Linked DNA regions of Rattus norvegicus: all the other regions are linked to region 1. A link is a contact called in public Hi-C data. All regions are on one chromosome and are shown on one strand. The core of a region is the stretch at or near the end of the contact, and the rest is flanking DNA. Distances in the headings are between cores, read along the strand shown. Region 1 holds the start of Nr4a3 (nuclear receptor subfamily 4, group A, member 3). Region 2 holds the start of Sec61b (SEC61 translocon subunit beta). Region 3 overlaps LOC120102871 (a long non-coding RNA gene). Region 4 has its middle 25 kb from the start of Sec61b.

Region 1 (6,069 bases), core at 414-2,913:
CCAGCCTTTGAATGGATTCAATGTAGGAGCGCCCTCCTTCTTTCTGGGCTAGGATGGGAACGCACCCGCAGCCAGGGGGCTCGGTTCCTCTGGGCTGGGACAACTTTCCGAGCGTCCTCTCACGGTCTTAAGCACACCAGCCTGCTAAAGTGAAAGTGGAGGCGTAGACTTAGAGAGGCACACTATGCACGTGTTGTTTTGTTTTCGAGTTTCTGGTCCCAGTTCGAACCTTCTTCGATTCTGGGGCATGTGCTATGACTAGGGGATCCTCTTCCCCCAACTTTGCCACCCACAGGCTCAAGTCAAAAAAAAAAAAAATGCCACTTGGGATTCTAGCAGACCACCAGAGACCGCGTCTGTCTGAGTTGTTTCATTCAAACATTTCCTTCGTAAAACAATCATTTCTGAGAGAGGTTACTTTCACTTAGTAGCCACCTTTGGAACTAAGAGTTCCAAACTCGAACATGTTTTGGTTTTGTTTGTCTGGTTTGCTTTGTTTTCAGCAAGAAAGTGACATCCTAAATTCATTTCCAGGAAGAAATCGCTGTCCCTTATACAGTCGCCCAGACTTTCTGCATACTTGGAAGACAAATGGGCCATAGGAAAGATCCCCTAGAGACCGCTTAATGAATCCTGTTGATTGATTTTGAAATATTTCATTTGAGAGATGGAAGGGGAGGCGTCTACGACCCTCAAAAAAAGTGAAAGTGCGAGTTCCAAGTGTGACCCGGTGCAGGGGAGGAGTAGAGGATCTGTTTAACAGTCAGACTCACTCAGCTGTTCAACACGTGTGGTGTGTTTGTTTTATATATAGTTTCTCGTGCAGCGCGCGCGTGGCTCGATGTGCATTTCTTTGGATTATAAAGTGTCCAGTAAAGAACACCACACCATAAGTGTAAAGAAATAAAATCTTGTCCCTGGAGCGGTCTGCATCCTAGGGCGAAACACCAACAGCAGACAGGAGGAAGAGGCAAATTAGCCTAGGCGCAAAGGGCCAGAGAGACGTAAACAGCCTTAGAACCACTGCATGAGGAAAGCACAGCTGCACCTCAGGGAGTCTTCGGGCTGGTGCCAGACTCCTTCAGCAGTGACTGCCAGGTCACTCGGAGAAGCTGGCTGGCGTAGCCTTCCCTTTCGGAAGAGCTGTCCTCTCTCTTACCCCCTCGACCTGGCTAGGTGCCTCGGGGCAGCCTCGGAGGCGAGCCAGCAGCACTCCTCCAACTCTACTCCACCCGGAGCCTGACAGCTGGGCGGTCCCGCCTGACCCGCGGGCGGGCTGCGGCACCCTCCGGTAGACCGGCGCCCTGGCAAGCAGCTCCGGTGCAGAGGGGTTGGCGGCGCGAATCTGAGAAGCCTCAGGGCTGTGGTCCGCAGCTCCCCGCGGTTTCCATTGTGCGTCCCTGAGAATGGCCGGGGAACGCGCGTGAGCGCGCGCGCGAACACACACACACACACACACACACACACACACACACACACACACACACACACACCCTCGCACACGCGGAACCGGCTGGGCCAGGGGAGGGAGGAGGAGGGTGACGTAGCGTCCCATGGCGTCACATTGACGTCTCGCATTCCAGGCACTCTATGGAGAGGCCGCTAGGGCTCCTGTGGCATAAATGACGTGCCGAGAGAGCGAGCGAACGCGCAGCCGGGAGAGCCGAGTCTCCTGCCTCCCGCCCCCCACCCCTCCAGCGCCTGCTCCTCCTCCGCTCCCCATACACAGACACGCTCACACCCGCTCCTTCACTTGCACACACAGACACACGCGCGCTCACACGCTCCGCACACACACTCCACTCTCTCCCGCGCGCTCACACCCCTCTCTCTCGGCGCCCTCGCCGGTGTCGCGCCGCGCCGCGCCGCGCCGCAGCCGGACGCCCCTCCAGGGCTCACTTTGCAACGCTGACAGAGCGGGCAGTGGCCGTGGAGGTGGGAAACGTGGCGACATCCTAGCCCCTGGTCGCAGCCGGAGACTGGACGCCTGCGGAACCTCTCGGCGGCGCTCTCCCATGAGTTGGGATCGCAGCATCCCCAGCCAGCCGCTGCTCACCGCCTCTGGGAGCCGCTGGGTTTGTGCACCGCAGCCCTTCCGGGACAGCAGCTGTGACTCTCCCCCAATCCAGATTTCGGGGTCGCTCTCTAGAAACTCGCTCTAAAGACGGAACCTCCACAGAACCCAAGTACGTACAATATGCCCAGTTAATATGGGGACTTGCTTAAAAGTTGGCGCGCTGGGAAGTGTCGCTCCTGAAATTGACAACTTTTAATGTGGGGCTCCCCCCCCCCGCCGCCTCCCCTCTCAGGCTTTGCTCCCCAGGCGAGCGGTGGGCTCCAATCTGAAACTTTTCCCCTGTAGCTGGCCCTCGGGGACTCTGGAGCTTGTGAGATTCTTCTCCCCACCCAAAGAGGCGAAAAGCCTCTAACAAAGAGGAGGACCTGGATTTGTGCTATAGCTGCTCCAGCGTTGTAATTCAGGGTATTTCGGCTCTAGTTGTCATGGTAATGATGCTCTCGGCGGCGGCGGCGGCGGCGGCGGCGGCGGCTGCGGCAGAGAGTTGGAGCCCCGGTGATGAACGGCAGTAATTTTCCTGCCTTTTAAGTGGGATTGAAAATAGGGACTCTGGTGGGTCCGAGTTAATGTGTCTAATGGTGAAATGAAGCTGGTTGTCTGGGAGAAAGCCTAGGAGGGACACTGCCTGGGCAGCAGCGGCCAGAGTTTGCAGAGGCGCTGGAGGAGCTCAGCAAAGAGGGTGTAATTGTAGGAATGCGGCTTATTGTATTGAAATGAGCCCGGGGCTCCACTAGGCACGTCTGCCAGGCGTCGCCGACTTGCTGGTTTACACTTTTCCCCACGGAGGTAATCGGGTGTAATTGCCGACTCTCGCGCCCCGACACGCGTGGGGACGGCGTCCCTCTTCTCCGGGCCTTGACTGGTGTGGGAAAGGCTTGTGTTACTACTTTTCAATGCGCTTTCGGAGAAGTTGCTCCGAGTGTTTTTATTCTTGGTAAGGAGGAAAGTTCTCGATGAAAAAGAGAGCTGAGAGGCAGAGCTCAGTCTGCGGAGACTGGCTTTCAAAGGCACTTTCTCGAACCTGTTGGAGGCTTCCGGCAGTCAGGAGGGAGCTCATGATCATTGGTCCCTTGATTTCCAAGAACGTTCTTGGAGGTGGCCTTTTGTTTATGTGCCCGGGTTCTCCCGAGGGAAGAGCCGCGGGGAGTGTGGTCATCAGTACTCTCGAGCTGCTTATCCTTGGGCCTTGGAGTGCTGGGAGAGAGGTTACAGGGTTCGGTTCAGCCATTCCTTCGCTATTCCAATTCCGGAGCTCCTTTCCCAACAATCGGGAAATGTTTCTCACAGAACCAAGTTAGAGAAAGAAAAGCTGCCCAACGCGCATACTGAATACAATGAATGAAATTACTTTATTGGAGTTGTTTTAACGCAGCAAGATACGCATTAACGTGAACGCCAAAGACTGCCCGGGCCACCACTCCCTCCACAGGCGCCCCCAGCCCCCCCCCCCCAATCCTGGACCCAGCGCTGGCTCACAGAAATTCTCCCCCGGGGTTTGTCTCAGCTCCCTCGGTCTTTCTGAGAATCTCTGTCTTTCCCTTTCTGCCGGTCTCTTCTCCACCTCTCTTGCCCCCGCCCAACCTCCGCCCCCGCTCCCCATTGGAAACTCCGCGGAGGAGCCCGGGTCACAATGGTGTGTTTCACGGTTTCCTCCACACACTTCACCACGGGGAGAGGAACACGGGGGTGTTCCCTTCGTCTGCCCCGGAGAAAGAAAGGGGCTTTGACAGAGGTAGTTATTTCTTCCTAATTTACAACCCCGAGGCTCTGTACTCCCGGCCCCAGCGGCCACGAGCCTGAGCGACAGAACGTGTTTCCAGGCGCAGAGGCTTTACCTAGGTAACCGGACCATCGGGGCGGGGGGCGGAGAGAGCGATGGGGCTCTGGGCTGGGCTGTACGATGGGCGGGGTGCCGACCTCTGAGAGGAACCCCTTTCCTGGGGAGGCGCGACCCCCGCCCACCAGAGTTCAGAGGCTGCCCCTGAAAGAAAGACTACTCTTGAAAGGCTCCGAGAGACAGTCGGGATAGGAAACCCAGTAGAATTGGGGGTGGGGTTGCTGGAAGACCCCCCCCTTGAAGATGCGAGAGGGGGAGGACGAGAAGCACATGCTACAGCTGTGGAAAGATCCACTCGTGCCAACGCTTCAGCGAGCGCAAGGTTTCCGTCGGAGTACCTCGGGTTGGGGATGGCAAGGGAATCCCCCATTTCCTGGCCATCGAGAATTTCCTAGACCTGGGGAACCCGAGCCTCTTTCTCTCTACAAGCAAACTCTGGGCGCGGGAGTGGCAGGAGATGAAACTTACCCCACCCTTGGGTCCAGCTTTCACCAGAGATCTTTTGGTTAGTTTGGGGGTTGGGTTCCCCACGAGGGGGGAGGGGGCGCATTTCTAACCTTTGAGCTGTGCCCACCCCGAACAAAGGGGGCGCTATAAGCCGGAGTTAGGGGCAGCTAGAGCCCTCCTCCCTGCCAGTCAAGCTGCGCTTCCAACTACAAAGTTTCACTAGGTTGTGCACCGGGACTTTCGCCCGGGAGCCGCTCTGGGCGCTCTCCGGAATGTACCACCTCTGAGCCACCCGGTGGCCTGGAGCCTTGAGGCCGCCCACCCTCGGGGACACCGCCCGCTGAGGGCAGGGGACCTCCCTTGATCCGTCGCAGCCACAGCCAAAGCTGTCTGCCGGAGCGCGAGGCTCCCAGCTTAGGCCTTTCCTCTGTGCCCTTTTGTTTGCTTGACCCTTGGCCCTCGAAACTCGCGACTAATAGAAGGGAAGCTCCATTAGCATTTAGAATGAAAAGCACAGACTTTCTTAATTCCTCCGGGCATTCATGCATTCGTTCCGGACCTTGTGCATTTCCTACGCGGCGTGTAAAATTTGTGTTTGAGGAGTGGGGGCCGTCGGAGTTGAAAAATGGCTATTTTCTTCAGCATACTCACTGACACTACCACAATCCCCAATTCGGGCTCTATTCGTTCCTTAAGTGTCTCCCTTACTTCGGTCTTCCTGACTTCGCAAGCTGGAAACCAACAGTGGGTGTAGAAAAGATCAATTTCTTAGCGACGACCATGCAGGGATTTTAGCATCATGTATCATAAAAGAAAGGGCTGTGAGCTCAGTGGGTGCCGGCAACCTCCCCTTAGCTTCCTACGACGATGTGGTGCTTCTTGCCCAGGACTCCGTGAGCCCTAAGCGCTTTCACTTAACCTTATGACATTCTTTGTAATTATCTAGCGTTTCTCCAGGTCCCCCACCCCCACCCCACTCACCCAGCCCTGGGAAAGATGACCCAGCCTAGTCTTACCACAATCTCTGTCCCCTTTCTCGGTGCCTGCAGAGCCCACTGCGGGAGAGCGCAGCCCGACAAGCCCGGGCGCTGAGCCTGGACCCTCAACAGAGCGGGCCAGCACAGCGGCGGCGGCTGCTTCGCCTATCCCGACGTCCCCGCCTCCTACACTCTCAGCCTCCGCTGGAGAGACCCCCAGCCCCACCATTCAGCGCGCAAGATACCCTCCAGGTAGGTCCGAAGCCCTTATTCCTCCGGAGCAAGGGAAATGGGTGGAGAAACCAACAACCAGCGGGCAGTCTGGTCAACCTGCCCAGTACCAACATGTAGGGCTACTGACCCTACATTTCACAGCACAGGAGCTTCCTGGCACGAAGCTCCGCTGTATACCACACCCTGTTGCTACCAAGCAGAGCAGAGAGAGTACACGAAGCATTTCTCCAAAGTATGTTTCCTAAGAAGAAAAGCAAATACTCCAAGCGATCGGGATATGCTATGTTTTTAATGGCTTTCTTTTTGTCCTTTTATATCCAATATATTCATTTAAGAGATCACTTGGGGAGATAGGGAACCTTTTTATTGATCTAAAACCCAGATCATTTGTGGTGCAGGAGTTTGAGGTGATTGAGGCAGAGAAGTAAAGGTAAAGGGCCCGGATTTGGTTTACAGGCCTCTTTACAAATTTGGTAAAGGTATAAGAAGAGGCGGGC
Region 2 (6,777 bases), core at 2,444-4,943, 590 kb before region 1:
GAACACAAAACAAAACAAATAAATAATACTGAGGACTCTTGCTGTGGATCCAGCCAAAATTCCAACAAGAATTTCTGAGCAGCTACTAGAGAACCCTTTAAGTAAACTGAGCATGGGAACCACAGTAGCTCCGTTCCCATTACACTCTGAAGTCAAATCAACTGACTGTGGCAATGGTTAGGACCTAAACTACTAAAGCCAATTAAGGCACTGGATGATTAAACCTTTATATATAAAGGAACAATAATCCAGGAAAATAGAATTAAAATCGTCTGCTAGCAGCAGATTTCTACCGTACTTTCCACAATACTGATGTGATTCGGAATGATTACAGCATTGAGAGTATTTTCAGAAAATGACAGGTGGGTGTGGTGGACAGGTGGCTCACACTCAAGACTCAAGTCTACTTAAAAAAAAAAATTATCTCACTAGCACTAGATTCTAGCTCCTTTTTTTCCCCCTCCTCTTTTGGTTTCAAAGGTGCTTCTACAACCCAGAAGAGGGACTGCAGTGCACGAGGCATACAGACCCTACCTGACACTCTCCCGACTACACCAGTTTGGTGACATACTGGTAGAGCTGATCTGCAAATGCATCAGCGGAAAACTTCTCTGCCACCCTGGCTTTTCCGGCCAGGCCCATCGTTGCCTTTAAGGATGGTTTGTGGATGAACTTCTCCATGGCTTCCGAGAAGTGAACTGGGTCGGGCTCACACAGAAACCCCGTGACCTTGTGGACAATAGACTCCAAGGGCCCACCGGAATTGACAGCGATGACCGGGCACTGCATGTACATGGCCTCCAGAGGGACGATGCCAAAGTGCTCATTGCTGGGCGTGTAGAGCACACACAAGCAGCCGTGGAGGAGTGAGATCTTCTGTCTGTCTGAGAAGGACCGCAGGAAGGTCACGTGCCGCTCGAGATCTGACTCTTGGACTATTTTCTTCAACTCCTTATAGTGCTCCACGTTCTCCAGGACCCTGTCGTCGTAGCCGCCAGCCATGAACAGATGAACCTTCTCCCACTCTTGAGGCGGCAACCGAGCGCGAAGCTGGACCAGGGAGCTCAGGGCCAAGGGCAGGTTTTTCTTCCTCTCGTACCGGTTGATGGAGAGGAACAGGAACTGTTTCCCCTTGGGGACTAGGTCATCTATCTTTTCAGGAACGGCCAAGTCGAAGCTGCCGATGTTCAGAGATGGGTAGAGCACATCGGGATTTCTGTGAGACAGGGTCTTGAAGGTTTCCTTAAAGACGGAAGCTGTGTACTGGCTGTTGACCAAGATGCGATCTGCCATGCCCGTGGTGTACTCCTCGATCCAGTCGATGGGGGCCCTGTAGAACTTCTTCAGAGATGAATTTCTCTGAGTAAGCAGCAGATCTGGGAAGTGACAGTAAAAGAGGACCCTCTTCCGCCGTCTGGCCAGTTTGAACACAGGGATGCAGGCAGACACCTAACCAAGGTGAAACAAGCAGGTGAGTGACTGGTCGCCTCAACCGCCCAGGACACAATCCTTTTCCTGTTCTTGCCTAGCTGCCTGGCATTACTGAACCCATAGGATCTGGGTAAATACCTACATTAACCATGACCATACAGCTTCCTCAGGGTGGTTCAGTGCAGCTCAGGATCATAATTAAAGCATCCCTGGAGCAACTGTGGCTATGTTCATCTGTCTGCTTGGTTAGAGCACAGCAGCATCCATTGTGGATAAGAGCACTGGGTAGCCGAGTAGACTGTGGCAGAACAAAGTGACACCCTTGGAACTAAAGTCCGGAAAACTGACATTTACAGTGAGCTACTCCATGACCCACAGCAGTCTTCCCCGCCCCTCAGGAGTTTCCTCAGAGGACTATGTAAGAAGTGAGATAAATGTAGTGTGAAGATATCACACCTAGTGTCACACCTAGGAACACACACACACACACACACACACACACACACACACACACACACCCCTCAAACCTGGTTGTTTTTTAGGGAAGAATAACTACAGGATATTTCAATAAAGGGGACTTTTCAGCCCCTCAAGAGACTGATAGGGATCTTGAATATTAATAAGATGTCTCAAATTTTTGCAGAACAAAAGCAAAGTTTCCAACTCCAGGTACACCGAATCCCAATTACGTACAAGTAAGATGTAGCAGGAAACAGATACGAATTCTACCATGGCCACACATCATTTCTGGGAGGATGCAGAAGACGCTGTTGACAGTGGCTCTCCCAAGGCTGGGAACAGGGAATTTTTACATTATACTTCCTATTTGAACTTTGACTCCAGAGTGAATGTTATTTCTCAATTAAAAGAAAAATAAAGGCGGGGCTGAGGCGTTGACCCCAGGAATACAAGGTATGGCAGTGAATACCTGTCCCAAAATCTAGCTCAATCTTTCAGTTCCAGGTTCAGTGAGAGAGCCTGACTCCAATGTTCAGGTGCAGATTAGCTGAGACATTGATACCTGACATTGACCTATGGCTTCCATATGTAAGCTCAGACACTTGATCAGATAAAATAACTGGACTTTTCTCCAAAGACCGATGGGGACCATGGTAAAGTTTTAAAGGGGACATGATACGTTTAGCTTGACTTTAATCCACGGCACTGCTAAGTACCGGAATGGCGGCATTAGGAAGGCTGGAGAGGGTGGGATGGACGCGACCTGGAAGCAGAGACAATAGGAATAACGGAGAAGAGTAAACAGAGTCAGCTACAAGGTGTGACCGGAAGGCGACATTTTAATGCCAACAACTACCTGGATCCAATCAATTTAATCCCCAGGCTAAACCTTTAAAATGCAGGCAAGTGAGCCCTATCTCAAGGATCTTCAACGAAAGGAAGGGGGCGGGGGAGAGATGTCCCTGCGATCTGCCATTTTAAAGGGTCCATACTAAAACTGGTGACCGTTCTCTCCCTGGGGACTCCTGCTGGACAGCTCCTAAAAACCTAGAATGGAGGTACCACTCCCAACCAAGAATTAGTGGCGGCCTCACCTGGTCGCACACCACCACGTCGAACTCCTCGCCGGAGAGAAACAGCACGTAGAGCGCCAGAAAGACCATGCGCACGTAGGAGCAGATGGCGGCGCCGCGGCCGCCCCAGCCCAGGCTGCGAGGCAGCCAGTCCCCTGCGCACTGCACCGAGAGCTCGCGGGTCTCAATGAAACAGTGGTTTGGGTCGTAGTGCGCGGTCCATATCTTCACCTGACAGCCGTACTCCTGCAGCGCCAGCGCCGCGTCCAGCACTAGGCGCTCGGCACCGCCTATACCCATATCTGGGTGCAGAAACAGCACGGATGGGCTGTAAACCCGGGACCGGGTTCGGTACAGGTTTTCGGCCATGGTAGATCAGCCGCGCCTGCGCTCTCCGCTCGAGCTTCTGCTAGCTCCTACAAGCTCCGCCCCGGTCTCCCGCTGACTACTGAAAGCCGACCCAGCGCAACTACGCTTGCGTCAGTTTAGGACACATCAGCGATAAATCTGTGGACTCTAAGAAAATGCCTGATTTAATTTTTCGTGTGAACATGTCCAAAGCTTTCAATTTGGTGATTTTCGACCATATGAAAGACGCTAAATAAATTAAATAAAAGAAGCGAAAGGTCTATACTTTTACACGGCCCAGTCGTTCTCAGCATAATTTTTACAGGCATATCTTAGGTCAGCCCAAACATCCTAGCGTCTGCGAAGACCCTGCCAGCCGGCCGGGGGCGGTGCCAGAGCCTGTCCCTAGGAGTCTTCTGAGTGCTCCGCAACTTCCCGACTACCATCTTCATATCTCTTGTGCCTACTGTTCTTAGACATCAGCATGGTGCGCACTAACCCCTGTCTTGGTCTCTCTCATTCCGGGACCTCATTGCTCTTCCCAGCTTCTTGGGTGGGTGTGGGATCGGAGGTGTGGAAAGGACCCGCGATGTTCACTGTTGGTCTGCTTCTCTCTGCAGCCGGGTCCAACGCCTAGTGCCACCAACGTGGGCTCCTCTGGGCGTTCTCCTAGCAAAGCAGTGGCCGCACGGGCGGCGGGATCCACTGTCCGGCAGAGGTAAGTGGCTCGGTGGGCGGCCCCGTTATGCCTGGGAGAGGCGAGGGACCCAGGAATTTGCATTGCTGGAAAGAGCTCCAGGATGGGAAGATTCATAGGGTCCGGGTGAGCCCGAGCTGACGTGGCCATCCAGTTAGTTTAGGAGAGAGACATGGTTTTCCTCTCCTTAATCATCTCTGCACGGGCCACTTTTAGTTAAAGGTAAGTTAAGTTAGACTGGGATCAGGAACAACTTTAGGAAAAGCGTTGGCATATGGCTGATGTGTGTGAGGCTTTACTTTTCTGTCTTCCGACGGGAGGTCCCACAGACACTGTTTAACAAAATTTGCCTTACACGACGGCCTGTCATCCTGGTTCCCCATCCCAGCTGTGTGTCTTTCTTTTTAAATCTATTTTGTATATGTGTGGGTGTTGCATGCATGTATGTGTGTGTGCATCACGTTCTGGCCTGGTGCCCTCGAAGTCACCTGGAACTGCAGTTAATGAATGATTGTGAGCCACCAAATAAGTACTGGGGACCGATTTGTGGTTCTCTTCAGGAGCAACAAGTATTCTTAACCTCCAAGCCATCTTAACCTCCAAGCCATTTGTCCAGCCTCAGTGTCTCCTTATTTTTAAATGTCACTACTTTTTTTTTTTTTTGTGCCTTCTCCATCCAGTCATATTTGGTGTGCCTTCTCCATCCAGTCATATGCCAGACCTCACAGGAAGACCACACTACTTTGCTTCCTCCATTTCTGTCCATCTAACTTATCCCTTAACTTCTTCTACTTTGTATTTCCCCCACTTCCCATCCTCCAGCCTGTTGTTAACTTTTTTCACTTAGGTTCTCTGTAAGTTTCTTGTGGTGCCTTCAGAGGGACCCCAGGCTTCTCCTTTCTCCCTCCTGTGAGCTAGCAATTCTGAACTCACTACAGTTTTCTGAGCTCACCATCATCATCATGTCTGGACTCTTCTCAACTATTTATTTAGTTACCTAATTTCCTTTTAGACAGTCTCACACAACCTGCCTTCACCTCTCCTGTGCTAGGATTATAGTTGTAGTAGTATTTTTGATGGTTTGTATATGCTTGACCCAGGGAATGGCAGGATTAGGAGATATGGCCTTGTTAGAGTAGGTGTGTCACAGTGGGCATGGGCTATAAGACCCTCATCCTAGCTACCTGGAAGTCAGTCTTCCACTAGCAGCCTTCAGATGGAGATGTAGGACTCTCAGCTCTGCCTGCACCATGCCTGCCTGGATGCTGCCACGCTCCCACCTTGATGATACCGGACTGAACCTCTGACCCTCAATTAAATGTTGTTCTTTCTAAGAGTTGCCTTGGTCATGGTGTCTGTTCACGGCAATGGAAAACCCTTATTGAGACAGTATACAAGTATTTATATCTACATGTTCATCTCCTCTGCTTTCACAGAGCATCTACCCAAGTCCTCTTTTCCAGCCCCCATCTTAAATGGTGCTACAATAAACGTTGACCGAGGCAATCAATCAACTGTATTGTTGTGTTTGTACAACAACTAGTAAGGGTTTTGGTAGAGAGGAGTGGACCTTGAAAACACCAAGGAGTACTCTCAAACTAACCTTAAGAATGTGAGGAGGAAGGCTTGAGGATATAGTGGGTAGGTAGCTCAGTAAGAGAGAGCTTGCCTGCAGGGCTTGGTCCCTAGCACGACCCACAAAACACAACACAAACAACAAGGAAAGAGGATGGGAGGGACTTTCCTTGTTGACTACGGCAGGAAAATCTGAAAGTCTAAAGTAGGTGGTTTGAACATGTGCAACAGATTGCAGCTTGGAGAAGGAAGTTGTAATAGAACTGTCAGAAGTGGTAAGGTGACCCCGAGTGACCATGAATGTTCTGTCATTAAGATATTCAAGCAAAGGATGTTGAGCTGTGGTTTAGATTATGGAGGTGCTTCTCGTTGCTAGCTGGGATTTCAGAGGTTTTTTTTTTGGGGGGGGGATACTCGTGTAGGTATAGTTCTTTGGGGATTGGTTTTTGTTCAAGAGGAATTAAGAGGGAAGTTTGGCCGTCTGAGAGTTCTTAGGGAACCAGAGAGTACCTAATTACGAAACTATCAAAGGATAATAATTAAAAATGAGGCAACCAGTGCACAAGTGAGGTGACAGATGTAACTTTGAAGGTTCTGGATAAGGATGACATCTTTTAGGTTCTGGTATTGTAGAGCCTGTAAAACTAGACAGCCAGTGGTTATATGTATGGCGTGTACAGAACTCATTCACATGTGCTAGTGAGTGTGTGGCTATATACGCAAACTGTACAAAATTCATTCTAGAAATGTAGGATGGTGAGGTAGTTGTGATCGCTGCGTCTATCTAAGACTATGTGCATTCGTTGAGAAGCGTTGAAGCTATGGTTAGCGATGTGAGGTAGTTGTGATCGCTGTGTCTATCTAAAACTATGTCCATTCGTTGAGAAGCGTTGAAGCTATGGTTAGTGATACTTCGGCTGCGTAGCGTGCAATTTCTACCCCTCTCTGAATGAAGTGACAGCAGTAATAGGGCCTCAGAGAAGGAATGTGTGGGATTTACGATTAAGCTGGGGTTAGAGCCCTGGCTCTGCACAATACAGTGGAAAAGGAAGCTGCCACAAGGATGAGAATGATTGAGGACATCCTAGAGACACATACTGTGAACTGCCCGCTACATGGTGTTCCTGCAGAAAGGGTGGAAATTAGACGTTTAAGATGGTGGAACAATTAAGGATATTAAGACAGTTATGGAAT
Region 3 (6,742 bases), core at 53-2,552, 620 kb before region 1:
AAGCTGCCCATTCGCTACAATTGTGTAGGAGATCTAGGGAAGAGGGGGAGAGAAAGAAGAAACGCTGATGAGCACCAACCCATGCATGTTCTTTAGTTGGTGGTTCAGTCTCTGTGAACCCCCCACAGGCCCAGGTTAGTTATGGTGTCCTTAACCACTTCCGGCTAGCTTAACCCTATCCCCTACTCTTCTCCACAGGACCTCCCAGAGCTCCATTTGATGTTTGCATCTGCTTCCATCGGCTGCTAGATGAAGCCCCTCTTTCTATAGGGCAGTATGAAATACGGAGAAAGTATATGTGAGGTGCCTAAGGGACGGGGGTGGGGAGTGGGGGTGGGGGAGTGGGGGTGGGGAGTGAGGATGGCAGCAGTGAGTGTCCCCACTCAGGCAGACTGACTCTGTCGCTGGCTGGGGACCACTGTCTTGTATTGCTGTGTCTGTATCTAGATGTGCCCTTTGCCAGGGAGCTTCCCTAGGGCTGATTCTCTAGGAAGCCCAGCCCTAGAGAAGACATGTTATTGGTGTTTCCCATAATACTTCTGGGAGAGGAGGAAATTGGACCGGCAGGTGGAGAAGCAAGCTCTGGAGTCAGTGCCCCGCCCACCCGTGGCCTCATCCATACACCTGCAACACAGTACCAGGAGACCTGGCGCTTACAGAGCCACCTTTCTCAAAGGAACCTGATCCTCCCGGAGATGGACGCTGGTCTGAAAATGTAGTGGGCGTGGCCGTCCTCTCAGCTGACACACCCTTTGACCCCTTTGCTTACTACTTGAACTACTTGGAGCTGGCTGATGCCCAGAGCCGAGGACACTTGCTTGTATATCCAAACAAGTAAAGTGTAATGAGACCCATTCATTCAGACATAGCAGAGATGAACCAGAGGCCCCCATCTCCCGCAAGAGCGGGGCAAGTCAGCTGCCTGAAGGAGGGGCATAAGAGTCAGTTCCCCACGGAGGACTTCGTTGACAGCTGAAGGGTGAGGTGGAGCGACAGAGAGACACACGCTCACCCTTCACCCCTCATGAGTGCTGGGGCAGCGCTGCTGGCTGGTCATTTCCCCAAAGCTTGCCAGAGCAAGTGACATAAATCAAATTTTCATTTCATTCCTTCAGGCTCGACCCTTCCGTCAGGTACTCAACAGCTGCCTCCTGAGCAGATGTACAGCTCATTAGTCCATCGTGCCGCTAGAGCCAAGTCCAGGACCCCCAACCCCCATTCCTGGGCCCCGGGGGAGGGAAGGACGCTAGCAGCCTTTGTTCTTCCTCCGTCGAGCACTTTGCATATCAGCCACAAGAGGGCGAAAGCTGCACACACATCGCTGGTTCCCAGAACCAGCTCAACCCTACACTGGTGAGGGCTGGAAGGTGATGGTGGAGGGTTGCTGAGACCTTCTTATCTTCAGAGTCTTTCAAGCCTTCCTCTGACGTGTAGGAATAGCTTGTTTGGTGGTCAGGTGCTCGGTTTATGAGGACTGAACTGGATTCAGATGCCTGGTCTGATGCTCTCAGCCTTAGGGCCTTCATGTATGAAATGGGATGGTATTGCTTGCCGTTGGACTCCCCCACCCCTACCCCTAGAGATCATGAGGCTAAAATGAGACAGACGAAGTGAGAAGCACCTAAGTGTCTTGACAAAGGAAGGAGTCATCTAAGACCATAAAACGACGCAAATTTTCATGTCTTTATTTTCTCTTACTGTGTCTAGGGGAATACTCATTAACCACACATTTAAACCTTCCTTAATATAGATGAACAGAATCAATCATATTCAGAATCTGTCTGTCTGTATGTATGTATGTTTCTCTCTCTCTCTCTCTCTCTCTCTCTCTCACACACACACACACACACACACACACACACACACACACACACACATATCTCTGTCTCTCCAGGCTGCTGGGGATAGAAGCCAGGGCCTTGCACATGCTCACTGAGTCCTCCCCTGCTGAGCTATGTTCTCAGCATAGTCCTCTTCTCCAAAACAAACCAAGCCAAGAAGGGCCATGGTCTTGTCTGTAAGTCAACAGTTCGACCTGTTGTCTCCATCCTTACGTGTGGCATTCAGGAAGCATCGGTCGGTTGGAGAGTGAAACTGTTGTGTCTGGGGCTCACCCCCATTCTGTCCCTGGTGGGCCTGTGATTCTCTCCCTGCTCTGTCCAGGACTCTCACCCCCCCCCCCCCGCCCCTGCTTCCCACATGTGCATGAGTCCCCCGCCTTTGCTGCTGCACTCACATCAAGGCACAGTCGCCTCCTCTCCCCCCACAGTTCTGGCATTAGCAACCTGCCCTGGTGCCTTTCTAGAGTAAAGTGGGTTCCTGCCATGCTCTTTCTAAGAGGCATCATGGCTGCTTTCTGCCTGTGGACAAAGCTTGACTGGCATCAGGGTCCTTAGAGCAGCGTGTACTGGCTTCAAAGCCTGTGCCAGGCTCTTGGCTAAGTGCTATGTACTCACAAGACTGTAATCGCCTTCATAGATATCTTGAGACATGGAGTCATACTATCACCTTCAATTTATAGATAGAACTGGGCACCGAGAAGTGACCTTCTTGGTAACCTAGTGAAGGGTACAAGGGACCACGATCTAAGCCCTGCTTTCAGAGACTTCCCTGATTCACAGGACAAGTAATGAGATGCCTAGTGTCACTTTGATGGACACGCTGAGCCTCCTTCAAGCAGTAGAACTCACGGTTCTTTCTCCCATGTTTTCCGGGTGCCCTGGTTATGTGTAAGACACTTTGTCAGGTGTTGCTGTCTTGGTTACTAGAATGGAAAGGGTTCAAGCACAGAACAGGGGCAGGACCAGTTATAAAATTCTGACTAAATCAAATCTTCCTTATTCTAGTAGCTTTACTGAGCCATGCCTCTCACCCCATTTACCATTAGCCTCTATATGGCTGGATTATTATTATTTGAATTTTGAATGCCCCAAAGGTCCATGTGTTGAAAGCTCGGTTCCTAGTGTGGTGCTATCGGGAGATGGTGGAACCTTTAGGAGCTGGAGCCCGGTGAGAGATGCAGGCCACTGGGCTCTGCAACCTTTCCTTGTGCTTCCTGGTCATGAGGAGGTGGTTTTGTAGCGCCATGCGTTCCCACTGTGATGTGCTGCTTGTCACAGGCCCAAAGGAAGGGGCTAGAACCTCCGAGCTGTGAGCCAAAATCAAGTTGGTTATCTCAGATTGCTATAGTGCTAGAGAGCTGACAACCTCATGGGCTCTGGGCATGCCACAACCTGTTCATGCTCCATCTCCTAGGACAGACCTCTTTGTGGATAGATCCACTGTCCATCCTGGACCCTACTGTGCTCTCCTTCTCTAGGCCAGAACTCTCTCCGTGTCCTGGCCTGGCTAGGCATTTTGCACATGACAGACAGCCTCTTACCTTATGCCACCATCCTCGACCTTCTTACCCCAGGCAGGAAACTGTCCTCAGCTTTGTCCTTGCTGTCTGTCCCCATTGCACAGCCCACACACAGCCCCAGAGGGGGTGTAGGAGCCGTTCTATATGCAGAGGCAGATACATATTCAAAAGCAAGTAGGATGGGAACGACTTACACGGTGCTGTAACGATCCGCATGGAAATATTCCCTCACCTCTTGGTGAAATTAGCATTCCGAACCACGGAATACATTAGGTTTTATGATCTCCCCGCTTCTTTGGGGAATATAAATCTGGAAACATCATCTTCATATGACAGGGCAAAGAGTCCCTGGGGACTCAAGATGTTTGAGAACGTTAACTGAGAATCAGAAATAGTTGGCAATTAATATTGGGATTTTGTTTATGGGCACGAATAAACCCCAGGTCTTGGGCTGACCTGTAAAAATCTGCCTATGACAAAAATTCTGAAGGCAAATGATGGGGCAGGAAACAATCTGAATTTAAAGAAGGGATCTTGGGGGTGGGGGGCTGGGCAGCAGTGCTTAGAAGCTCATCTTTCCTGACCCTGCATTTGAATTCTGTGCACAGCGCCGTAGTAACTGACTGAAATAAAGATGAGAGAAGCTAGGGATTTATATCAGCAGTTGTAGTCCAAGCTTTGTGGCTAGAGGGAGTGAAACGGGGAGTGCTCTTTCCGAGGCTCGAGGAGGCTCGAGGCTCGTTGAGGGAACTCCTCACTCTTCCTACACCACTAAAATGAAGAACCAGTGGCCGTCTGGGCAGTGAAGGGACACAGGAGGAAACGCTGGCACTCCGAGCCTTACTGAGCCTTACACCCTGAAGGGGAGGTGAGGAGTCTTCATGGAATGAGTCAGCTTTGTGTGTGAAAACATCCTTCCCGTCTCCTGCTTTCTGCTTTCAGTCCTCCAGCTCTTGTGTAACCAGAACTGGCCGGGCTCTTCCTGGGTCTGGAGCCCATCCCAGAATACTTCTAGAATGAGGACAATTACTGCCTAAACTGGACATGGGGGTGCGAGCCTGTAACCACAGCACTTGGGAGCCTGAGGCCAGAGGACTGAGTTCAAGGTCAGCCTGGCCTACAATGAGTCTCTGAAAAAGCAACGAACAAACAAAAACAATGTGGAGAACTATGAGGGTGGAGAATAAAAGCTCGTTAAAACTGGCAAGTGTGGCTCATTCTTGGGTTTCTCTTCGTTCACCCACCACTCCCCTCCACAGCCTTTCTCTAACCTGCCTGGCACAGTGGAGACACAGGTTGACCACAGATTCTAATAGTAAAGAAAAAATCAAGTCTCTCCACCTACTGATATCTGTGTGAGGAAGTGAAGACACCTGCAAGAAAAACAGAAAAAGCAGTACTTTCTACGGAGAAACACTCTCTGCTTATCGTTGTGACTTAACCTTGACTTTTCTTAGGGTTCGGCATCTATCAAGGCGAGCTGCTCACTGTCCTGAGATGGCCCCTCAGGATGTCTTTCATCCTCTGGAAAGCCTAGATCCTCGCACCTTCAACATCCTTTCCCAGTCTGGTTGCCTGCTGCTCACTTAGAGCAGGCATCATGGACAAGAGCAATTTGATGGGAGAAACACGTGCTCTAAGCTTGAAAAGCTATGTAAGAATATGTGAAAATATGTGAAACCTGGAGTGATGCAAACATAACCAGGACTGCTAGTCCTTGGCCTGACATTGAAGTAGACATGTGACACACACGCACACATACACGACACACACATACATATACACACACGCACACATACGCCACACACACACATGCACACACACATGCACACATACACATACAAGCATATACATGCTCACACGTACACACATACATATACATACATGCATACACACATACATACATAAGCATACACATTTACACCCACACCACACATGCACACACATGCACACACGTACACATACACACACATGCACATATATACACACATGCACACCACACATGCACACACGAACATATACACACATGCATGTACACACACACACACACACACACACACACACACACACACACCAAACCAAAGCAACCAAACAAACAAACAAACTGCTAAGCATAGGGCTGGAGAGATGGCTCAGCAGTTAAGAGCACTGGCTGCTTTTCTGGGGACCTGGGTTAGATTCCCAGCATGTACTTGGCAACTAATAAATGTCTGTAACTCTGGTTCCAGGGGATCTGATTTTTCTCACACAAGTATGGAGGGAAAATATTTTTTTAATCCTTAAAAAACTTTAAAAAAATCTCTAAGTACTTTGAATTCTTTAATGATTTGAATGTTCAGGACAGTTTAGAGAACGAGGACAGAATAGTAAAGCCATCCTTACCATGAAGGACTGTCACATGGTTGTACGTCATTTCAGAGTGCTTTCTATGACAAATAAAAATGGTGTAGCTAGTCTTAGTGAGTGGTTTCTGAGTCCCTGGAATAGCCAAGTTCTTATGATTCAGGGTATAAAGGAAAAGTCCCATTCTACAGTTGGTGAAACTGAGGATTTGAGAAAGCATTTGATTTTCCCAAGGTCAAAGGTAGGATCCAAATTAGACCCCACCTCACAAGTCCAAACACTTCACCACGGCTCTCCTCACCTCCTACCTTTACAAGTGGCCGTACCACGGCCCCCTGTTGGACTAACAGGTGTTGTCTTCCACCTCTGTTATAACAATGTTAGCATGGCTTCTCGGCCTAAAACAACAGACCTGTTCTCCCACAGCTGTGGATGTTGCGAGTCTAAAATGAGTCTCCTGGGGCTAAAATCAAAATGGGACAGGTCAGCAGTTGAGTATCTAATCCTTCCTTCTCCCCACTTCTGAGCTCCATTCTCCCAGAAGAGATGGGCTTCCTGAGTTTCATTAGAGACTCACAACCTTACTGACTCACAAAGACACACAAAGCCTCACTCAGCAGGAGCTCCCTCTGTGTAAACGTGAAGTGTTGGTAAGTTGGAGACAGCCTTGTTTATGGTGGCAATGACTTGAGGGCAGACCTTAGCTGTCCTCCACCTAGCACCAAGCAGTGAATTCCGCAATAGAGGACACCAACATGTGTGGACCCATGATTCCTACGGTCATTCTCTCCTCTCCTCGCTAGTCTTTCTTCCTTACAGAGACTCTGTGACCATCCGGGGTCCGCCCAGACAGCCTGAGAGAACCTTCTCTTCTCACGATGAACGGCTTAGTTACACGTGCAAAGCCTCTTCCCCAGGGAACTAGGTGTCAGGCAATGGACTATGGATGTCTCTGGGAAGCATCATCTAGCTCACCCTGAGGCCTTTCTACCTAAAGATCACCTACCATGGACAACCTTTTGCCTTCCTTGATGCCAA
Region 4 (5,919 bases), core at 755-3,254, 560 kb before region 1:
AGCCTCTCTTCTGTGCCATGAGGACCTTCCCGTGAGTCGGAGGGTCAGGCCTCTGTTGACCAGAGGTCACGGTGGTGAGCCACTGGCTCAGTATGACATAGGCAGCAGCCCCCTTCTTTTCCATTCTGGGTTCTCTGGAGATAGCTGGTTCTACTGTCCACTGGACGTCTTGATGACGTAAAGGGACATGAGAACATGGTGTGGCCGGTGGGGGTCTGTGGATATGCCTGTGTTCATTCTCATGCGTGGTCTTGATGGTGATTGACTTAGCTTGCTGGGTTGTTCAGAGTACTGAGGTGCTGATGGCACAGCCGTCCATGACCCTTCTAGGGCCTGGGCAAGGCTGTCCCTCTCTGCTCTGAAAGCATTTGAGGAAGTCACTTGACGAAACTCAGATCTACCCTGGTTCTAGGGGCCTGTGTGGCCTCAGCCACTCTCTGGGCACTTACTTTCTGCCCTGTGCCATGTGGAGCTTGGACTGTAATTTGGGGACTCTGACTCACAGAGATCTTGTCACAGTCAGGGAGTTAACCTCCTGTACCCTTGATTCTGGCTATGGGGGAGAGAGAAGTCTGTCCCTCAGAGCCTGCACATGCTAAACTGGTCTGAGTTCTCAGAGCCTCACTGGCTGGTCTGAAACTGGTGGTTCAGAGGCCAGGACAGTCTGTTCTACCTCACATGTGAGCAGGATGCTGGGACCCCTGCCTCCTTGCTGTGTCCTGAAGTCGCCCTCAGGAGAGGGACGCTGCCAGGATGGTTCTCAGGTTCTCTTCCCCACTGTCTGCCCAGGGCAGCCTGACCATGTCCTCAAGCCACAGTAGAGTTCAGCATGTCCTCCTGTGGTACCTGGTAAGGGGGCAGTAAAACCCAAGCTTCCTGGAGGGCAGGTGATCATCACGGACGAGCCAGGGCTGACTCAGAGCTGGGCTTGCCTCACATCCTGGGGCCAGCTGCTCCAGGGCCCCAGCACAGAAATGAGGCAGCTTCAGTGGCATCAGAAGGCAGTCCCATTCCCAGCCCTGGCTAGGGAAGAATGCAGCCTCAGCCTGGCACCGAGAGGGCTGAAGGGGCAGCTGACTCCGCAGGGAAAGCTGAGACAAGTCACTTCATGGCTGGCCATGAGCCCTGAGACAGGGATTGCTGACAGGCTGACCCAGTGTCATGGAGCCGGCTGGCCCTGACTCCTAAGGCCTCGACTCTGGTTCTACGCTCGTCTCGCCTCTGTGACCTTCATCGGCCTTCTGTCCTCTGGGGTCTTGTTTCCCTGCCTGAGCTCAAGGCGAAGGGGTTCAGAGAATATGCTCTGTGACTTTATTACTTAAAAAGTTGGGTCTCATTACCTCAATTTCTAGGGACACATTGTTATATAGGAGAAGCATGGGTCATGGAACTTTCTCCTAGGTTCCGCGATTCCCCCTTTCCCCATGTTCTTGGCTGAGCTGGCATCTACTTTTCAAGTTTCTAGTAGAAAAGTCCTTAACTTGCAGAGATGGCGGCGGGGTCTCTGGAAAGAGGTTTGTACTGACCAAAGAACTGTTTGCTTTGTCAGCTCTGCCCGTCCTGAGAAAGTCTTCCTCTCTCTTCAGGCCTCAGTTTCCCTCAGAAGTATAAAGTGTTTGGGTAGGATTCTTGATTTCCCTTTGGGAATTAAACTCTGCCACCCCCACCCCATGTCTCACAAATGGGTTCATTCAGAAGAGCCGAGAAGAAAAACAACTTAGAGGCAAGCAAGGAGGACGCAACCCAACCTCCAGCGTGGGAACCTATAAGGACACACCACCCCAACCATCTATAAAACCTAACAATGGCGTCCTTCATACTCCCCTCTTCCGTGGAGAGATCTGCAGACAAGGGGGGTGCTGGACAGAGAGGACTTCCAGGCAGTACTTGTCCTCAAGTGAAAGTCAGGCAGGATCGTGTGCTGGTACTGGGCCTAGCTGGGATTACCTTCACAGTACAGACATGATTTATTTCCCACAGACCTCGGGATTGTCCGCAGAGATTCCAGAAGCCTCATGTGAGCGTGAGTCTCCATTATGCTATGCGGAGGCTGCCGGCCAACAGGCTGGATTCTTTGACTGACTGTCACCACCACCTGCTGATTGTGAGCCCTCTGGCTACCTGGGGTTCACATAGCATCCCAGGCACGTGGATGGTTTGGCTGGAAGCTGGTGCATTTTGATTCCAGTGCTTGGGTGAGAACCTCTATCCTGGCACCACTGACATGGCTGTCAGGGGCCACCTTCGTGTGCCAGAGCCTTCCTGGAATCATTCTGCCCTGCCCATGACTGGCTGATGCACAGGCAGCCACCCCTCTCATAAATCTATACCACGCCTGGCCTTGAATGCCTCCTCCTGGGCCACAAGGACAGTCAGAGGAGCTGGTCTCTGTGCTGTCCCTGCTCGTCTCTGAGAGCCACTGTTATGTCCTTGTTTTCATTGCTATCGCTTTATAGACGTGTAGTTCCCATACCATGAGTCACTAAGCCGTGGTTTACACTGAACAACGCAATGGTTTTCTGCATTTCAGCCATAAGCACACCCTGGGAGAGCCTGCACTCTGGCCACCAGGCTGCTTCATCCCCAGCCTTGGGCCACAGACTGTTTCTAGCAGGCAGATTTCAGATCTTTCATATGTAGGTTCGCGTGGGTGTACGGTATCTACTGAGCCTGTTTCTGAGGTTCATGTTGGAGCATGTATTGGTGTTACACCCCCTAGCATACAGCAGCAGCGCACTACACAGATTACGACATCAAATGGCTCCGTGTGTTCACTGAAGGACGGTGGGCTCTTCCTGATTCCGGGCTGTCTTAACAGAGCTGTAGTGGTCATGTGTGGGTGTTTCACACTTTTGAGACAGTATCTCTACTGGCTTCGAATGCGTGCATACTAGAGAATGACCACATACTTCTAACTCTCCTGTTATCCCGTCCCCCTGCCCCCTTTGCTGGGTGTCAGGGTCTCAGGCGTGAGCCATACCATCCAGTTCATGGGTGCTGGTGATTGAACCCAGAGTGTCATTCAGTTTTAGGGCAGCCACAGGCCCTTCCTAAAATGCTCTCTCTGCTCTTCCTCCCACTCCCTACACTGCTTGTCCTCTGGCCACAGTGGGGTACCCTCTACCCCCAACACAGCCCACACTTTCAGATCTCTACCATTTCTTTCTTCTTTTGTTGAAGGGGGCCGTAAGAATCATACTAGGTTTGACATTTTTCAAACGATAGCTTGCAATCTACTAGAGACCAATGAAATCAATTTGGGGGATTACTTTAAAGTGGTACCCAAATAAATAAAGCAGGAGACTCTGACAGTAAGTCTGGTCTGAAGCCTGGGAGGGGAAGATACACATAGAAATGGATGTGGCTACAGGTAACCTCCCTTCCCAGCCCATTCATCCATCCCTCCGGGTATGGTGGCCCACATCTGTAAGCCCAGCACTTTAAGGTTATCCTCTACTATATAGCAAGTTAGAGGGCTACCCTGGGCTATATGAGACTCTGGCTTAAAAATAGACAAAAAACAAAACAAAAAACAAACAAACAAACAAACAAACAAAACAAAAAACAAAAAACCAAACACCCAACCCAAAACAAACCAAACCAAACCAACCAAACAAACAAAAAAACCACACAAGCAGGAAAGAAAGAAAGAAAGAAGGAAAGAAAGAGAGAAAGAAAGGAAGGAAGCAAGCCAAACAAAAAGAGTCCTAGCCCAGTTTAGGTTATATAGTGTGGCCTTGTCTCAGCATAAAACAAATACCCTCAGGTCAAAAGCTCTAACCAAATAGAACACAAACCAAGTCAATCAGGTTGGGCCCAGACCTTTTCCTAGTTGCTTAACTAGGATGATGGAGGTAGACTCTATACTTAACTAGTTCTCCTCGGTGCTTCTGACCTCAGTGCTTTGGCCTGGATTCTGTCTCCCACAAAGCCCCGTTGGACCGTCACTTCTTCCTGCAGTTCTCTTGGGCCACATGACTCCACGCACTGGTTCTGTAGTGTGAGAGCTTCTCAGCCTTGGATTACAGGGTTTTGTGTGTGGTTCTTAATGATCCTACTGCGTTCCACCCCTCCTGGCTTCATGGGGTCACCTTTGTGTGTGTCCCTCTAGCCTGAGTGTCTCATACAAGCAGACCCCACCTGTGCTTCTCAACCGTGAACATTTTTTTAAACTTTATCTATTATGAGTGGATGTGTGTGTGTGCCTGTGCGTGTGCGCATGCGTGCGTGTGCATGTGTGTGTGTACGTGCATGTGTGTGTGTGTGTGTGTGTGTGTGTGTGTACTTGCACCACGGTGCAAAGGAAAGGTCAAATGACACGGACAACCTTGTGCAGTCATTCTCTCCTCCTTCCTGTGTGCTCTGGGGATCACACTCAGGTCAGCAGTCTTGGGCTGGGTGCCTTCATTTGCTGAACCGTCTCCTGGCCACAATAGTGATCTTTGGATGTGCTTTATTAGTGACTGGTATGCCTCATAGTGCTGGGAGGTCTTTGACAGCCCTTGGGATCTTCTAGGAATGTAAAGGAAGCTGGCATAGCATTGCCTTTGGTTCTGCTGGCCCCTTCCCCTGTGTTCAGGCTGCTGTGAGCAACCCAGCCCTCTGCTCCCTCACATTTCCAGGTGAAATCTAATGAATTACGCTCAAAAACAAGGTTGTGTGATTTGGATCCTGACCTCTTTGAGCTTTGATTATGACCTTGAGATTTATAAACCCAGACAGCCGTCGTCCCAGATGGTCTAACAAATCGTGTTTCCCTCAAAAGCAGAGCCCGATTAGAAGCTCAAAGCACAGGGCGGTGCAGAGAACTAGACGACTGACTTTCTGCCAATGCCAGGTAAGAGGAGGTGGCTAGCCAAGAAGCCTTTCATAGTAGCACACACAGTATGGATGCACAGCACACAGCAACCTTTCCCGTCTCCAGTGGGACTGACCCAGTGAACTGGCACGAGATTATTCTGCTTCTCAGAATGTCACACAATGAAAGTGTATGTATGAGTTATCTCTTGAATTTTCCATGGAATCTCTGTACAGGTAACTGAGAAAGAGAAAAAAACCAACAAAAAATTTTCAGACAATGGAGCTATTGCAGCAGTAGTTTGAGACACACACCAATAATATTATAATATTAAAATTTATCATCTTTAAAATCTGATTATTAAGTATTAAGCATCAACTCAGTGTTGGGCTGAGCATTTGTTGTTGTTATTATTATTATTTCTGTTTACAGATAGATTATCCGAGATGTAGAGGCCAGGTACTTGACAAGGGTCTTATAGAGACATGTGGAGATGGTCTGGACTGCCATCAGGTCTTCTGAGTGCACAGCCTCGGGAGTGGGCTGGCCCAGTGAGAATCGGGAGACATGGATTCTAGTGTGGATACTCCCAATTTGGGATTTGAGTCTTCTCCTCAAACAGGAAGCTGAGCAAGACTGAGAGTCCAGCATTCCACCCCCTTTAATGTACTGGAATTTTCTCTACCTCCGATATCTGAGACGCGCTCTCATCATCTGCCATTGTCAGCCAGTCTGGCCTATGATCTTTACCAATCTTTAAGAGATGGATGGAGTAGCTCCCCCTGTGGAACCCTCTGGGAAGGGCAGCTTCAACTCCTCTTTCCCCACACACTTTCACAGATCTCTGTTCTACAGCCTAGTCTTTTGATGGATCGTGAACTTCTCAAGGGCAGACTCTTGTTTCTTTACCATAGTGATGTCTGCATTTGGTAGGTACGGGCTGGTGGTTATGATGCAATTTTACACGACTTCTGATAGGTGGCGCTGTGGTACACGGCAAAAGAGCTAACCTATCTTCTAAAATCCAGATCCTGTGGGCTGTGGGCAGACCGCGCCCATGTCATGGCTTGCTGGAAGATCCTTAGCCAGAAGCCCTTGAGAAGTAGAAATTCTACCCATCT

What was found. A called contact is a pair of places that touch in the nucleus more often than the background predicts.
Region 2: a contact with region 1 is called in a Hi-C map of liver, with 3 times the contacts expected there. The contact joins the promoter of Sec61b here to the promoter of Nr4a3 in region 1. A contact is called at or near these places in 1 of 12 Hi-C or Micro-C datasets (liver) and 1 of 1 datasets of contacts at active chromatin or transcription factors (oligodendrocytes).
Region 3: a contact with region 1 is called in a Hi-C map of the A7r5 cell line, with 3 times the contacts expected there. The contact joins the enhancer-like site here to the promoter of Nr4a3 in region 1. A contact is called at or near these places in 3 of 12 Hi-C or Micro-C datasets (the A7r5 cell line, frontal cortex and mammary epithelial cells) and 1 of 1 datasets of contacts at active chromatin or transcription factors (oligodendrocytes).
Region 4: a contact with region 1 is called in a Hi-C map of psoas muscle, with 4 times the contacts expected there. The contact joins the enhancer-like site here to the promoter of Nr4a3 in region 1. A contact is called at or near these places in 1 of 12 Hi-C or Micro-C datasets (psoas muscle) and 1 of 1 datasets of contacts at active chromatin or transcription factors (oligodendrocytes).

What each region holds. Positions count from the first base shown.
Region 1 is chr5:67,155,535-67,161,603 of GRCr8, forward strand. Nr4a3 (nuclear receptor subfamily 4, group A, member 3) reads left to right here and starts at 1,664. Exons shown (of 8, transcript NM_031628.2): 1 at 1,664-2,186; 2 at 5,411-5,590. LOC134478966 (a long non-coding RNA gene) reads right to left here and starts at 1,612. Exons shown (of 2, transcript XR_010051797.1): 1 at 1-1,612.
Region 2 is chr5:66,565,491-66,572,267 of GRCr8, forward strand. Sec61b (SEC61 translocon subunit beta) reads left to right here and starts at 3,694. Exons shown (of 4, transcript NM_001106654.2): 1 at 3,694-3,798; 2 at 3,932-4,029. The coding sequence starts at 3,796. It overlaps Alg2 (ALG2, alpha-1,3/1,6-mannosyltransferase), which reads right to left and starts at 3,397. Exons shown (of 2, transcript NM_001100710.1): 1 at 2,985-3,397; 2 at 1-1,449. The coding sequence starts at 3,332. The coding sequence ends at 550.
Region 3 is chr5:66,532,744-66,539,485 of GRCr8, forward strand. LOC120102871 (a long non-coding RNA gene) reads left to right here. Exons shown (of 3, transcript XR_005504751.2): 2 at 199-303; 3 at 464-4,568. Among named protein-coding and RNA genes, the nearest start is that of Alg2, 33 kb to the right of the region's middle. Within about 2 kb of position 1,303, at least 10 of the 93 cell types and tissues checked have an H3K27ac peak or open chromatin away from gene starts, as enhancers often do. A contact at or near this core is called in the A7r5 cell line, where this site is marked.
Region 4 is chr5:66,591,542-66,597,460 of GRCr8, forward strand. No RefSeq gene overlaps it. Among named protein-coding and RNA genes, the nearest start is that of Sec61b, 25 kb to the left of the region's middle. Within about 2 kb of position 2,005, at least 13 of the 93 cell types and tissues checked have an H3K27ac peak or open chromatin away from gene starts, as enhancers often do.